Linked DNA regions of Mus musculus: region 2 is linked to region 1. The links are chromatin contacts, called in public Hi-C maps. All regions are on one chromosome and are shown on one strand. The core of a region is the stretch at or near the end of the contact, and the rest is flanking DNA. Distances in the headings are between cores, read along the strand shown. Region 1 holds the start of Mob2 (MOB kinase activator 2). Region 2 holds the start of Krtap5-5 (keratin associated protein 5-5).

Region 1 (6,312 bases), core at 1,744-4,243:
GAAATATAAGCCATCTTTAAAGTAGTGATGGCTTTTAATCTCAGCTACTTGGAAGGCTGAAGCAAGAAGAGACAAAAAGTTCAAAGCTGGCATAGCTTATAGAATGGGTTCAAAGCCAGCCTTACCAACTCATTGAAGTTCTGTCTGAAAATAAAGACATCTGGGGATACAGGGGTATAGTACTTGCCTAGTATGAACAAGACTTTGGGTTCAGTTTCTGGTACTGCAAACAAGAGTGTTGCTTGTTAAACATTCCATCACTAGGACATAGGGCTCCCAATCAGAAGGGTTGTAAAGTCCTGGGGTATCACACAGCATATGATCTGAAACTTCCCCCTTTGAACTAGGCATTTGGGTTGGCCTTCAGTGCAGTATCATCCATGGAATGAAGGCTATGGTTGAAACCAGGCAAGCTATACCAGCCAGTGGACCACAGTCCCAGTATGTTCAGTCACACCTCACTCTCCCCTATTTTCCACCTACACAGTGATTTCATGAAGGATCACTTATGCCCTATTTTGTAGACATTTATAAGATGTTTATGTGATCTATGTTGTAGTAACAGGTGAAATCCATATATGATGGTGGTCCCATAAGAGTTTAATGGAGCTGAAAACTCCTACTGATGTTACAACATCTTAAGTAATCCATCACTTCTGTTTGTGGTAGTACTGGTACAGATGATCTGTTTAGATACCCAGAACCCAGTGTTGTGGTTACCTACAGTGCAGTAACACACTATACAGATTTGTAACTCAGGAATAACAACCTACACCATGTAGCCTATGTGCAAAAGGCCATAACATCTAGGTCTGTGCTTGTTGACTTTAGAACATTTGTGTGACAAAACGGCATAACTAGGAAGTTCTCAGAATATATGTGCATCATGAGGCAACACATGACCAAATTATTATTCTCATTACAATGAAAAGGAAATAGGTCACGAATGTCAGTGCATGCCTTTAACCCCAACACTCAGGAGGCAGAGAGAGGCAGATCTCTCTGAGTTCAAGGTCAACCTAGTCTACAAAGCAAGTTCCAGGACAGCCAGAGCCATTACACAGGGAAACACTGTCTCAAAAAACAAAAGCAAAAAAGAAAGAAAAGAAAGGAAGAGGAAAGGGAAATCGAGGGCTGGAGAGAAGCCCAGAGTTTAACAGTGCTTGCTGCTCTTCTACAAGACTGGAGTTCAAGTCCCAGGACTCACACCGAGTAGTTCACAAATACTTGTAACTTTAGCTCCAGGAATTTGATGATCTCTTCTGGCTTCTGCAGGCAGCAAACATACATGGTACATATACACACCTACATTCATACCCACATACACACTCACACACACCTTTTTTTTTTAAATACATATAAGAAAAGAGATAGAGGCACAGGCCATTAAACAGCTCGTTCAACTGTCCCACATTAGAAACTGGAAGAGACTAGCACAACTCATGACACCCAATCTAGTGCAGCAGCTGATGGCAGATGGTGGCAGTCAAAAGCAGACTAGCTCACCAATGACTGATGCTCCTCGGAAGCAGTGGACAAGGCCACACTGCAAGGTAATCAGCTGACGTCTGGCTAAAGCAAAGTGATTATGGTGTGGGGAAGTCATCCAGTATGACTGGGCATCCATAGGAATAGAAACAGAGGAGAACACAGGCCTGATTTTTCTCCTCCTGATATGGTCTTGACTTGGGACTTTTCCCTCTCCAGATCTTTCATTATTATTTCAGTTTCATCTCAGGTATTTTTTGCTGATAAAACTGCAACCCCACCCACTCCCAGTGCCTGACTGTTCATGCTATAAAGAAGGAATGGACTGGACATTTCCCAGCATCCTGGAATGGTTCTTTGGGGAAGGTGAATCCCATTTCAAGTATATGACAGCTGTATTACAGCAGGCAGTTGGCCTGAAGGTGTTATCTGTCTGGTGCCTGATATTCATGACACTCTATTGAAGACACTAGTGAGTTAGGTTGTTGTGATCCTTCTGCTCAACTGTGTGCTCCTGCAAGCATCTCTCCAGTGTAGAGAATAGAGAGTCAGCCTTTCAAAAAGTATTCAATGAGTTCCTAGTACTGGTCAGGCTCTGGAAAGAGCGGACAATAGGAGAGATACCCTGGATCATGAAGAGACTTACTCGCTGGAGAGAAGTATCCTGGATAATAGAGGCTCACCCAGGAGCCAGAGGGTACAGCACATAGAGGAAGGGAACAGATGGGGATTGAAGGGGACAATCATGTCCACTGGGGCGGGCAGCTGGGATGCAAATGAACGGCCAGCAAAGCTAAGGGACACAGAAGAGGCAAGTGTGGTCAGAACAGTTCTGGCAGAGGCACTAGGTGTGGGCAAAAGATGATAACAGTGGGAAGATGGACATCAGGAGGGATGTAAGCAGCAAGGGGTGAGGCACTGCAGAGGAAAGGAACACATCCTGCAGAGCAGAGGAACTCCGATGTTCCAGCCTGGGGGGTCTGGATACTCCCAGGTCTGGGATACTGGGGTCAGGGATACTCAGGTCCCAGGAACTTCAGACTCCCACGGGTCTGTGCATTCCACAGATTCAGGCACGCTGGTGGTAAGGTTCACTCCTGGGGTCAAGGCACTCTATAGTGTCCTAACACTAGAGGTGTGCAACACCGGGGTCACTCTAGAGACACCGGGGGTGTGATACTCCAGGATCCAGGGCACTGCGCAATGACAGGCAGTTTGCGAGTCCGAGGCACTCTGGAGTTCCGGGCGTCTGGGTTTCTGGGGCCCTCTGAAGTTATTCTCACTCTGGTGATCCAGAAACTCTGGATGGTCTTCAGATACAGGATGCTCCTGGGTCTCGAAGCCCCGAGGTTGGCGATGGGGAAAGGTCCTGACACTCCAGAACAGGTACTCGGGACATCGCCGCAGGGGCCGCTGGGACTACGCGTCCCAGCAAGCCGTGCGCGCGTCACGTCCGGCAGCGGGCGGGAGCCATCGAGTGTTTACTTCCGGCCGCCGGCGGGGCTGAGGCCGAGCGAGGCGCGGGCTCCGCGCAGCCATGGACTGGCTCATGGGGTGAGTGGCGGAGGACGGCGTAGCGCGGCGCTGCGCGGGGCGGCGGCGAACGTAGGGAGCGTAGGGCGGCGGGCAGCGGGTTCCAGGAGGGGCCGGGGCACGGAAGGACGGCCAGCCGCTGCGGGGTGCTGGGAGGCCGGGCAGGCGGCCGGCCGGCCGGCCGGCGGGAGAGAGGCCCGGTCCCCGAGGCGCTGTCCCGAGAGGCCGCGGTCCCTCGCCGCGAATCGACGGGCCGCGAGTCGGGCACCTGGCACTGTCGGTCGTCGGTCTTCGCGGGGCCTGCGAAAGTTCTTCCGCCCAAGTGACTTTCTTCCAATTTACTTTTGAGGAGAGTGAGAGGCGGGCGCTCCTAGCCGCGCGCGCTCTCCCGGCGGCTCGGTTCTCGACCCTGTGGCGGTGTCCGCGGCCCTGCTGTGGGGTCCGTATAATCCTGCTGGACCACAGAGAGAGCCGGCCTTCGGCTTCGGCAGTACGAGGGCTGCGCGGGACTCTGGAGATAGAAGCGGGGAAGGCGGAGGAAAGTGTAGTGGTGGCACTGTCAGGACGTCTGAGGCTGTTTGACCTCCCAGTGCTGCAACCTAGGGAGACAGCGGACTAAGTGAGCAGCCCCAGGGATAATCAAGAGACTAAGGGAGGCCGGGAGCCACATAGTGCCACTCAGGACGTTAAGTGTGGGTGACACGGGGGACTAGGCGGAGGCTCATCTTATTTCTTCAAGAGGAAGCCCTGTCACTGGTTCCTATCTGCTTCCTAGCTATGTGGTCCTCTCTAGACTTTTTTGTAATGGATCGTCTGTCAGATGGAAGCTGTGAAATCTGCAGTACAGGTTTACTGAAGGGTTAACTGAGGTAAGGGCCAGCACATGTTTTGCATATGGTAAGCTTGGCAGATGTTATGTCCTGGCCTTTAACAAGGTCTCTGAAGCCCAGGGGTTTTAAGCATAGGACACATATTTGAAACCAGCCTATTCCAGACCATTCTTCCTTTGTGCACTTGTGGAGAGGGCCAGCACTTGACTATAACTTGGCCAAGGTATGGTTTCACTGCAAGTGAACTAGATCTGTCAGCTTGGTGACTGAGGAAGCTGACCACTGCTGTATGTGTAATTTTTCCAGGCTCATACCCATCCAGGTGCTTTTTGCTTGGAGGCTGACCAGAAGCCAGTCGTTAAACTCCTCTGTCCCTCTTTCATAGTATTACTATAAAAGTAGGAAGAATGGAAGTTGCAGAGTGAGCCTTCAGAGGACATCCCCCCGCGCCCCCCCCCCCCCATCTACTCCACTTTGTCTTCTGATCCCTGGTGAGAGCTGACAAAGTAGTCGGGAGTGAAGCCATTTTTTGCTTCAGAGTACCCACTGTTTGCTCAGGGCTGAAACTCTCTCTGTAATTAACCATTTAAGTAGTTTTTCTGTCTGGAAGAATAGGACAAATGTATCATCTTTTATTGTGTCTTGGTCTTGGTCTTTTTCTTAATTCAGACCATCCGATATCAATGAGGGGTTTGGAATGTTTCAAGGTTTGTTTGTTTGCTTGCTTATGTTAAAGTAAAGGTTTTGTTAATTACTTCATGTTGGGTGAACCCAAGTATGGGTGCAAGAGTAGAGGTCTCTTACAGAAATTGTTAGAGCCAACAGGGAGGTCTACAGAAGTTTAAGTGGAAAGCTACATCTTTCTCTTAGTTGGGTGAGGATCACGCTGGGACTTTGAGCATCTCACAGCCTTATCTTTTGTGTTCCAGCTGCTCAGGAGGAAGGGAGGCCCTGCAGGGAAGCATGCTTTGGATAACCAGAGCAGAATTTGGCACGTTGGGACTTGATGGTAAACCTGCTGGGACTTTTCTGGAGAATGTTGTAGGTGTGGCTCTTAGCCACCTCTTGTCCTGTAGGTTTCCTCTGCTTGGAGAAGCTTTGAGCTTGTTAAGCAGTATATATAGTCAGGCTCCCTTCATTCTTTATTAGAAAGGGTTACAATTTTTGTGTAGTGGGTGTTTGTTCTGTTATGGACAACCACGTGCAGGGTAACACCCAGGGGAAGCTGCTCAGGATTTGGAAGAGAGAACCCCAACATGTTATGGGATACTTTAGGCAACACTTGAATCTTTTCTGGGGTAAGCATTTAACCAGGAGGTCTGAGTGTAGTTTGAATTTTATCTAGCAGAAAGCACAGTCCAGAAGCCCCTTGGAGTCAAAAGAACATATTTTCTCCTCTTCCCACTGATGATAGTGAGTTTTCCCTCCTGCCTGGCCACCTTAACTGAACCTCTTCCCTCTCCAGTAGTCTCTCTCCAGCCTGCTACTGAGGCTCCCTTTCCGGGTGCACCTGACTCTTATGAAGCCTTTAGATCTCTCCAGTACAGGTAGAAAGAGATGAAACCTGGTGTAGGCCATTTGATACAGTGTATATTTGAAGGTCTACTCTTGCTCAGCTAACAGATAAAGCTAAATGGCCTCAGGCCTTCCAGCCTGTCTGGGGCAGCCTTTAGCAGTCCTGTACTCTGAGCAGTTGAGTGTAGGTGTTTGCAAGGTTGGCATAGGGGTGAAAGGTTTTATCTTCTGGGAAAGTATATCTGGTGACTGACACCTGACTGGTAAGAGTCTGTAGGTTTTATTTGAACAGCCTCATGTGGTATCATTTACATACCACTAAGTTTGCTTGTTTTAAGTATATGATTAGGTAATTTTTAATAAAATTATAGACTTGTTTCTTTGACCATGATTTAATTTACTTTAAAGTGTATGTGTGTGTTCCTATGGGTGGAACCCAGGGCCTTAAGTATGTTGGGCAAGCACCTTACCATGGAGCCATCTTCTCAGCTCAATGGAACATTAACATTACTCTTTGGAGAGCCCTCTGGTTGCTGCAGATGCCCACCTCTGCGAGAGGCAGCACCAATCTGTTTTATTCCATTATTATGTGTAAATGGAGTCATGAGATCTGGTGTGTGATGGATTCAGTGGTAGGTGTCGGCAATGACGTCCGTTTGTTACTCCACTGGACATTGTGAAGAGGCCTGCATATTCTGTTTCTCCCTTTACCTTTGGGTAGAGGTGGTTGTGGAAAATTTGCAGGCATGACTGATGATGCTGTAACCCAGTCTTTTAAAACTGAATTGTACTACTTCCCAGCCAAGGATTCTGAGCCCACCTATGCCGAGGGCAAGGCTTCTGAAGACTCCAAGGTCAGTGCTTTGAGGGCTAAGGCTGGCAGAGGAGGACAGGACAAGCACAGTGGAAGGATCAGAGATCTGAGGAAGGGAGGGAGTGAGTGAGT
Region 2 (6,312 bases), core at 2,644-5,143, 170 kb before region 1:
TGTTCTGTCTTTCAAAAATAAAATAAAACACACACACACTCTCTCTCTGCAAAAACACAAAAACAAAAAAAAAATCAAAACAAGCAAAAGATTCATAAGGTGAAAAATGCTAAAACAAAGCAAAATGAAACAAAAAGTACACAAAAAGTACCACTGAGTTTCTTTTGTGTTGGCCAACTACTCCTGAAGCTGACTACTCCATGTGGGACCTGCTCTCGAGTGCGGTGAGTGTACCAGTGAGTATTGGGGAAACACTTATTTTTCCATTGACAAGTAGATATCAATTTCTGGTAGCATCTTGGTTAGGTTGGGACCTTGTGCACACTCTCCCTCTCAGTATTGAGACCCAGTCAGCTTGAACCTATGCAGGTCTTATGTATGCTCTGGCTGAATCTTTTTCTTCAAGAAGATAAGAACAGAGAGACACCTGTAATATCTAGTGCAATGGCTAGGATCAACTTCCTTCAGAGGCATGACAAACTCTCTGACTTTTGTGAGGTCAAGAGAGAAAAATGTGTAAAGAAGCCTTTGAAACACCCAAGTGCCACTAAAGATGTCTACACTTTGCCTATGTCTTAGACAGGGTTTCTATTCCTGCACAAACATCATGACCAAGAAGCAAATTGGGGAGGAAAGGGTTTTTTTTCGGCTTACATTTCCACATTGCTGTTTATCACTGAAGAAGTCAGGACTGGAACTAAAGCAGGTCAGGGAGCAGGAGCTGATGCAGAGGCCATGGAGGGATGTTCTTTACTGGTTTGCCTCCCCTGGCTTGCTCAGACTGCTCTCTTATAGAACCAAGACTACCAGCCCAGAGATGGTCCCGCCCACAAGGGGCCTTTCTCCCTTGATCACTAATTGAGAAAATGCCTTACAGTTGTATCTCATGGAGGCATTTCCTCAACTGAAGCTCCTTTCTCTGTGATAACTCCAGCTGTGTCAAGTTGACACAAAACTAGCCAGTACAGCCTAAATGATATACAAAGGTTAAAACTAAAAGCTAGTGAAACTGCCCTCCTAGGTGTTCAACAAAGCTTGGAGGCCTACACTCATGAAGAGAGAGAGAGAGAGACAGAGACAGAGAGACAGACAGAGAGACAGAGAGAGACAGAAAGAGAGGTAAAGAGACAGAGAAGCCATGAGGCTACTCAAAGGACCCAAACTGAAAGGCACAGATCAAGGAGAAACTTGCCAAGAATTGACTTTGTCAAGGGTCCAAAACAAAACCAGAACATTCCTTTCTCTGCTTCACCAGGTTGAGCTAGAAATCAGTTGATGCTGGCTGAAGAGGGAAGAATAAGGAAATTGTCCCCGAATAAAGTGACCCCAGGGCTCTATGGAACCACCCAGTGTTTCCTCTCCATCCTAGGCCAACTTTCTAAGGAAAAATAAATACTCCGAATTATTGTTGGATTCAGGGGGTGGAAGCCAAGAAAACTGACCAGATAAGGAAACATAAAAAGAAAACCTTGATTTCTGAACACTCAGGGAGGCAGCTAGTTTAGGGTCTGAACCACAACCCTAAGGGATGATTAATCTTTTTTGTTTTTTTTTTCCCGAGACAGGGTTTCTTTGTGCAGCACTGATTGTCCTGGAACTCACTCTGCAGACCAGTCCAGCCCTGAACTCAGAAATCTGCCGGCCTCTGCCTCCCAAGTGCTGGGACTAAAGGCATGTGCCACCACTGCTCAGCTGAGATTGTTCATTTTTAAAGGATGGGAACACAAAGCAAGTGGGGAGCTGGGGAGAGATGCAGTGTTATGCAATTGTATTTTGATATTATGGGTTAAGCAAGGGAGTACCCGTTGAAGACTGGGCCGATCTAGGGTACCTAGCTTCAAGGTCTGTTGCAGTAAATCTCCAACCCAAATAAGTCTGGGAAAAGACAACACAACTCACTTGATATGAATATAAGCTGCACGCCTAGACTGGGCAGATCTATCACTACACTACTATATTTCCCAGCTATGAGATCCCTTATAACTTGAAGTTTCTCCAGGCCACGTGCTTCTGCTCCATTTTCCTTCCACCTCCTCTCCTGTCTTCCTCTCTCTCCCCCTCACCCCCCTTCTCTCCCAAACTTTCAGCTCCACCTTCCCTACTCTTGCCCAAACACAGGCTCTAGCCTTTATTTAACAAATTAAGGTGGGGTGAAGGTTCACAGGAAGTCATCTGATTACTGACTCATTCCTTGTTTGAAACCCCTCCCAGGAGACTGGAATTAACATCAAAATACAAGTAGCCCCAGGACTAGGTCCTTAGTTCTACAACCTAGACATTTGGTCCAGAGTTCAAAGTGATAAGGAAAAGTGAAAGGAAAGGGTCAGCTGCATGTGGTTAATTAGGATATAACAGGCAATTGGTTATATATTTTTATAACGTATGCACTTTGGTTTAGATAGCAGCAATTTCTATATTTCTTACTGGTTAGCAGACAATTAAGAATATATTTGGAGGAGTGGGATAGGTATCCATTCCTAGGCCTGGGAACATGAACTTGTTTGACCCTGCCAGCAAGATGGAGAAGTTATCCTTGAGATATCTGGAATCAGACAACTGTCTCCTTCATAAGTTGTCCCTGAGACTGGGCTTGCACAACTGATTACAGCAGAAGCTGTTCTGCTACAAGGAAGTCCCCAGCTCCTCTAGGGCCTGGGATCTTGAATTTAATTTCTTTTTCTGATTAATGACGTCTGAAAATGAAATGGTAGTTCTTAGAATATGTTTCTTTTGCTTGTTTCTGACACCACCACCTCATCAGAATTGTTGTCAGAGTTGTTAGGGTACAAGCCTGGGTCCCAGTATCCATAAGTACCTATGCCCAGCCCCTCTCACAATGAGCCAATTAACAGACAAGTCACAGTGAAAGGCAGAGAAAAGAAAATTATTCATTCAGTGCAGCCACACTGGGAAGAGGGACAAAGAGGTGTAGTGACTCCCAAATTCCTCTTCAGGGTTCAGACATGAGGCTCAGGCTTAAACAGAGGGCAGGAGGAGCACAGAGCTAAGAGTCCTGGTCAGGATGTGGTCCTGCCCATCACTGACCCATCACTCTCAGTTCCAGTCTCTCCTGCCAGGTGGTCTGACAAGTTCTCAGAACTCAGGGAAGTCTCTAGGAGACAAGCTCCCTCTCTCACTGGCACCAGGCTTCAGCCCTTTTCTTCTCCCTGGAAAATTTAAGGTCTTTGAAGACCTTAATAGTCTGATAATTGAAGAGACAGGCACACATTTCTCTCAGAATATCTTTATTCCTGCTAGGAATGTCATAAGCTACAGAGACTGTCCTGGGAACATGAAGAGGAAAACAGAGATCCTATCTCCCTGCAATGGAAACCCCTGCCACCATTGCTGTGTCCAAGGGAAGCAGCAGATGATGACATGGCTCTGGATAAGGGCATCTGAGAGCAGCCAGAAGCTTGGCAGGGGAAGCCATAGTCTGAACATGTCCCAGACACACAGGACCAGCTAAGGCTGGATCCCTCTTCAGAGAGATTGGGGAGTGAGAGGCTTAAGAAGGCAAAAGGCAGAAATTATCTCACAAAGCCTTCATAACCGTATAGGACACTCTGGTAGCTCTATTCTGTAGAAGAGCCCACTGCTCAAAGGGACAATAAAACCTGCTCAAAGACAAAAGAGTGTAAGAGCCGGAGTCCCAACCAGGCCATGCTCTCCAACATGAGCCAGGCAAAAAAGAGCTTTCCTTCAATACAAATTCCATAGGAAATTACGTCAGAAAAAAACACATTCCAAGCATGGAGTGTCAACAGACCAAAGGGAAAATTGCCAAACAAGTAAATAGGGAAGACAACAACATGGAGGAAACCACGTGTAACTTCACACCTGACCTGGGCAGGGATATAAAGGCCCAGCAGGCTCAGGAGGCTCCACATCTGCACACTTCCTCTCCACCTGCTCCTCTGACCTACTCCATCCTCAACCAAACACCAGAACCATGACCTGCTGTGGCTGCTCAGGAGGCTGTGGCTCCAGCTGTGGGGGCTGTGGCTGTTCAGGAGGCTGTGGCTCCAGCTGTGGGGGCTGTGGCTCCAGCTGCTGTTGCAAGCCTGTGTGCTGCTGCAAGCCTGTGTGCTGCTGTGTGCCAGCCTGTTCCTGCTCCAGCTGTGGGGGCTGCAAGGGTGGCTGTGGCTCCTGTGGGGGCTGCAAGGGAAGCTGTGGCTCCTGTGGGGGATGCAAGGGAGGCTGTGGCTCCTGTGGGGGCTGTGGCTCCTGTGGGGGTTGTAAACCCAGCTGTTGTCAGTCCAGCTGCTGCAAGCCCTGCTGCTGTCAGTCCAGCTGTTGCAAACCCTGCTGTTCTTCAGGTTGTGGGTCTTCTTGTTGCCAGTCCAGCTGCTGCAAGCCCTGTTGTTGTCAGTCCAGCTGCTGCAAACCCTGTTGCTCTTCAGGCTGTGGGTCTTCTTGCTGTCAGTCCAGCTGCTGTAAGCCATGCTGCTGCCAGTCCAGCTGCTGTAAGCCCTGCTGCTGCCAGTCCAGCTGCTGTAAGCCCTGCTGCTGCCAGTCCAGCTGCTGTAAGCCCTGCTGCTGCCAGTCCAGCTGCTGTAAGCCCTGCTGCTGCCAGTCCAGCTGCTGTAAGCCCTGCTGCTGCCAGTCCAGCTGCTGTAAGCCCTGCTGCTGCCAGTCCAGCTGCTGTGCTCCTGTGTGCTGCCAGTGCAAGATCTGAGGTTTACAGGTCACACTCCTCCACTAATTCCGTGGACCAGCTCTCTCCAGACAGGGATAAGAGCAGCAGCTCTGAGGTTCTCTCCTGGGTCTTTATTCTTTGGTCTTGAAGCTGCTTCTCCAGACTGAGGGGGTGAGTCCTGGGGTGGAGAAAAACTCCTCTTGCTGGAAGCTCTTTCTTCATTCCACACTCAGTGGATCAGATCTTCCTCCACTTCCTTCTCTCCAGTCTGCAAGACTCTGACCTCCTTGGCACCTGGCCTCACCTGGAGGCTACATCAAGACCACAGGTAGGTGTCAGGCTATGGAGTTCACCACAACTTGGGGCCCCAGGGAGCTATGAACTCCTTTTCATCAAGCATTGGTCCTACCAGGCCCATCTCTATGTGACCTCCCCTGGGTTTCCATTCTTTCTTATTCTGTCTGGGTGAGCACACTGTGCCTTTGATACAAACATCCTTCAATAAACGTTCTCTGCCCACTATATTTCTTATGTGGTTCTTTGTTCTCATAACTGATTAGTAAATTCTCCCATTTTCTCCTTACCCAATTTGTCCTCTGAGGTTCCTTGTGTTATTCCATGGTGCACTCTTCTGCCATCTTCCCCCACACCCCAACTCCCACCAGAGCCAACCCCATCACATCCAATATGAAGCAGACTGAGCCAGGAAGGCTAGGTCCCCAGCAGCTCCTTCAGAGTTGGGCATCTTTGAAGAATCTGGAAACAGATATGACATAGTGCATGGTTTTATTTGTTTTGTCTTTAGTCACTGAGTCAGAAACAATTGAAAGGCAGCCATGTGACCAAGAACTGGACTGCACTAAGGGGTGCTGATACTTCTTTCATGGGTGTAGCCAGAGCTTCTGCACTTAGCTGTGTGATCTGAAGCCTTCCTTAGAGTATCCAAACCTGCCTTGTTTGCCAAGAATCCACTTAGGCTTACTCGGGGGTGGGGGGGGGTGGGGTAAGGCATGCTAAGACATATGTCTATGTCCTGTGGTCTCTTATTGCGACCATGAGTTAAGATCAAAGAAACTAAAAAACAATTTCTTTCTTCAGTTGCATAGGCTACTTCTCATCTGTAGAAGCTCATGTGACCCAGGAGTGAGTCACAGATCAGTAGCACAGGACACATCCCATTGCTCTGGGGGTATCTGATAGACACTGGGGGGCTTAGAATCAGAGAGTTTTATAGAAGACATGTCATCCAGATGAGAAAGCTAATGTTTCATACTCATAATTTCTCACCCTCTTTTAGTTTCTCTTCCTCGAGTTCAGGGCCTCACACGCACTAAGCACATGCTCTACCAACTCAGCTCCTCCAAGCACCAGACTTGTATATTTCTTACTACAAGAACTAAGGTCCCTGGACGGCTATAAGAAATTATAGAAACTGAATGGGTTCAAATAGGGGAAATGTATTTTCTCAGAAAGTGGGAAGCCAGAGTCTAAATCCAAGGTCTCAGCCAAAAGCTGAGAGCCCCCATCTCTGGACTGAGGGAGAACGGGTGTTTCATCTGGTGGATGTTGACATTCTTAGGGTCTTAGTTCCTATTCTATTGCTGTGGTAAGACATCATGATCAAGGCAACATACTGAAGAAAAGGTTCATTGGGAGCTTACATCAGGTTAGAG

Evidence for each region. A called contact is a pair of places that touch in the nucleus more often than the background predicts.
Region 2: a contact with region 1 is called in a Hi-C map of nephron progenitors, with 2.1 times the contacts expected there. The contact joins the promoter of Krtap5-5 here to the promoter of Mob2 in region 1. A contact is called at or near these places in 2 of 39 promoter capture datasets (frontonasal cranial neural crest and stem cell-derived epiblast-like cells), 4 of 484 Hi-C or Micro-C datasets (cerebellum, embryonic stem cells, nephron progenitors and 1 more), 1 of 115 datasets of contacts at active chromatin or transcription factors (intestinal villus epithelium) and 1 of 9 other capture datasets (pancreatic islet).

What each region holds. Positions count from the first base shown.
Region 1 is chr7:142,057,715-142,064,026 of GRCm38.p6, reverse strand. It overlaps Mob2 (MOB kinase activator 2), which reads left to right and starts at 2,993. Exons shown (of 5, transcript NM_028308.2): 1 at 2,993-3,042. The coding sequence starts at 3,026.
Region 2 is chr7:142,227,552-142,233,863 of GRCm38.p6, reverse strand. Krtap5-5 (keratin associated protein 5-5) reads left to right here and starts at 3,893. Exons shown (of 1, transcript NM_001037822.1): 1 at 3,893-5,069. The coding sequence starts at 3,953. The coding sequence ends at 4,678. Gm40460 (keratin-associated protein 5-2-like) reads left to right here. Exons shown (of 2, transcript XM_030243138.1): 2 at 4,680-4,708.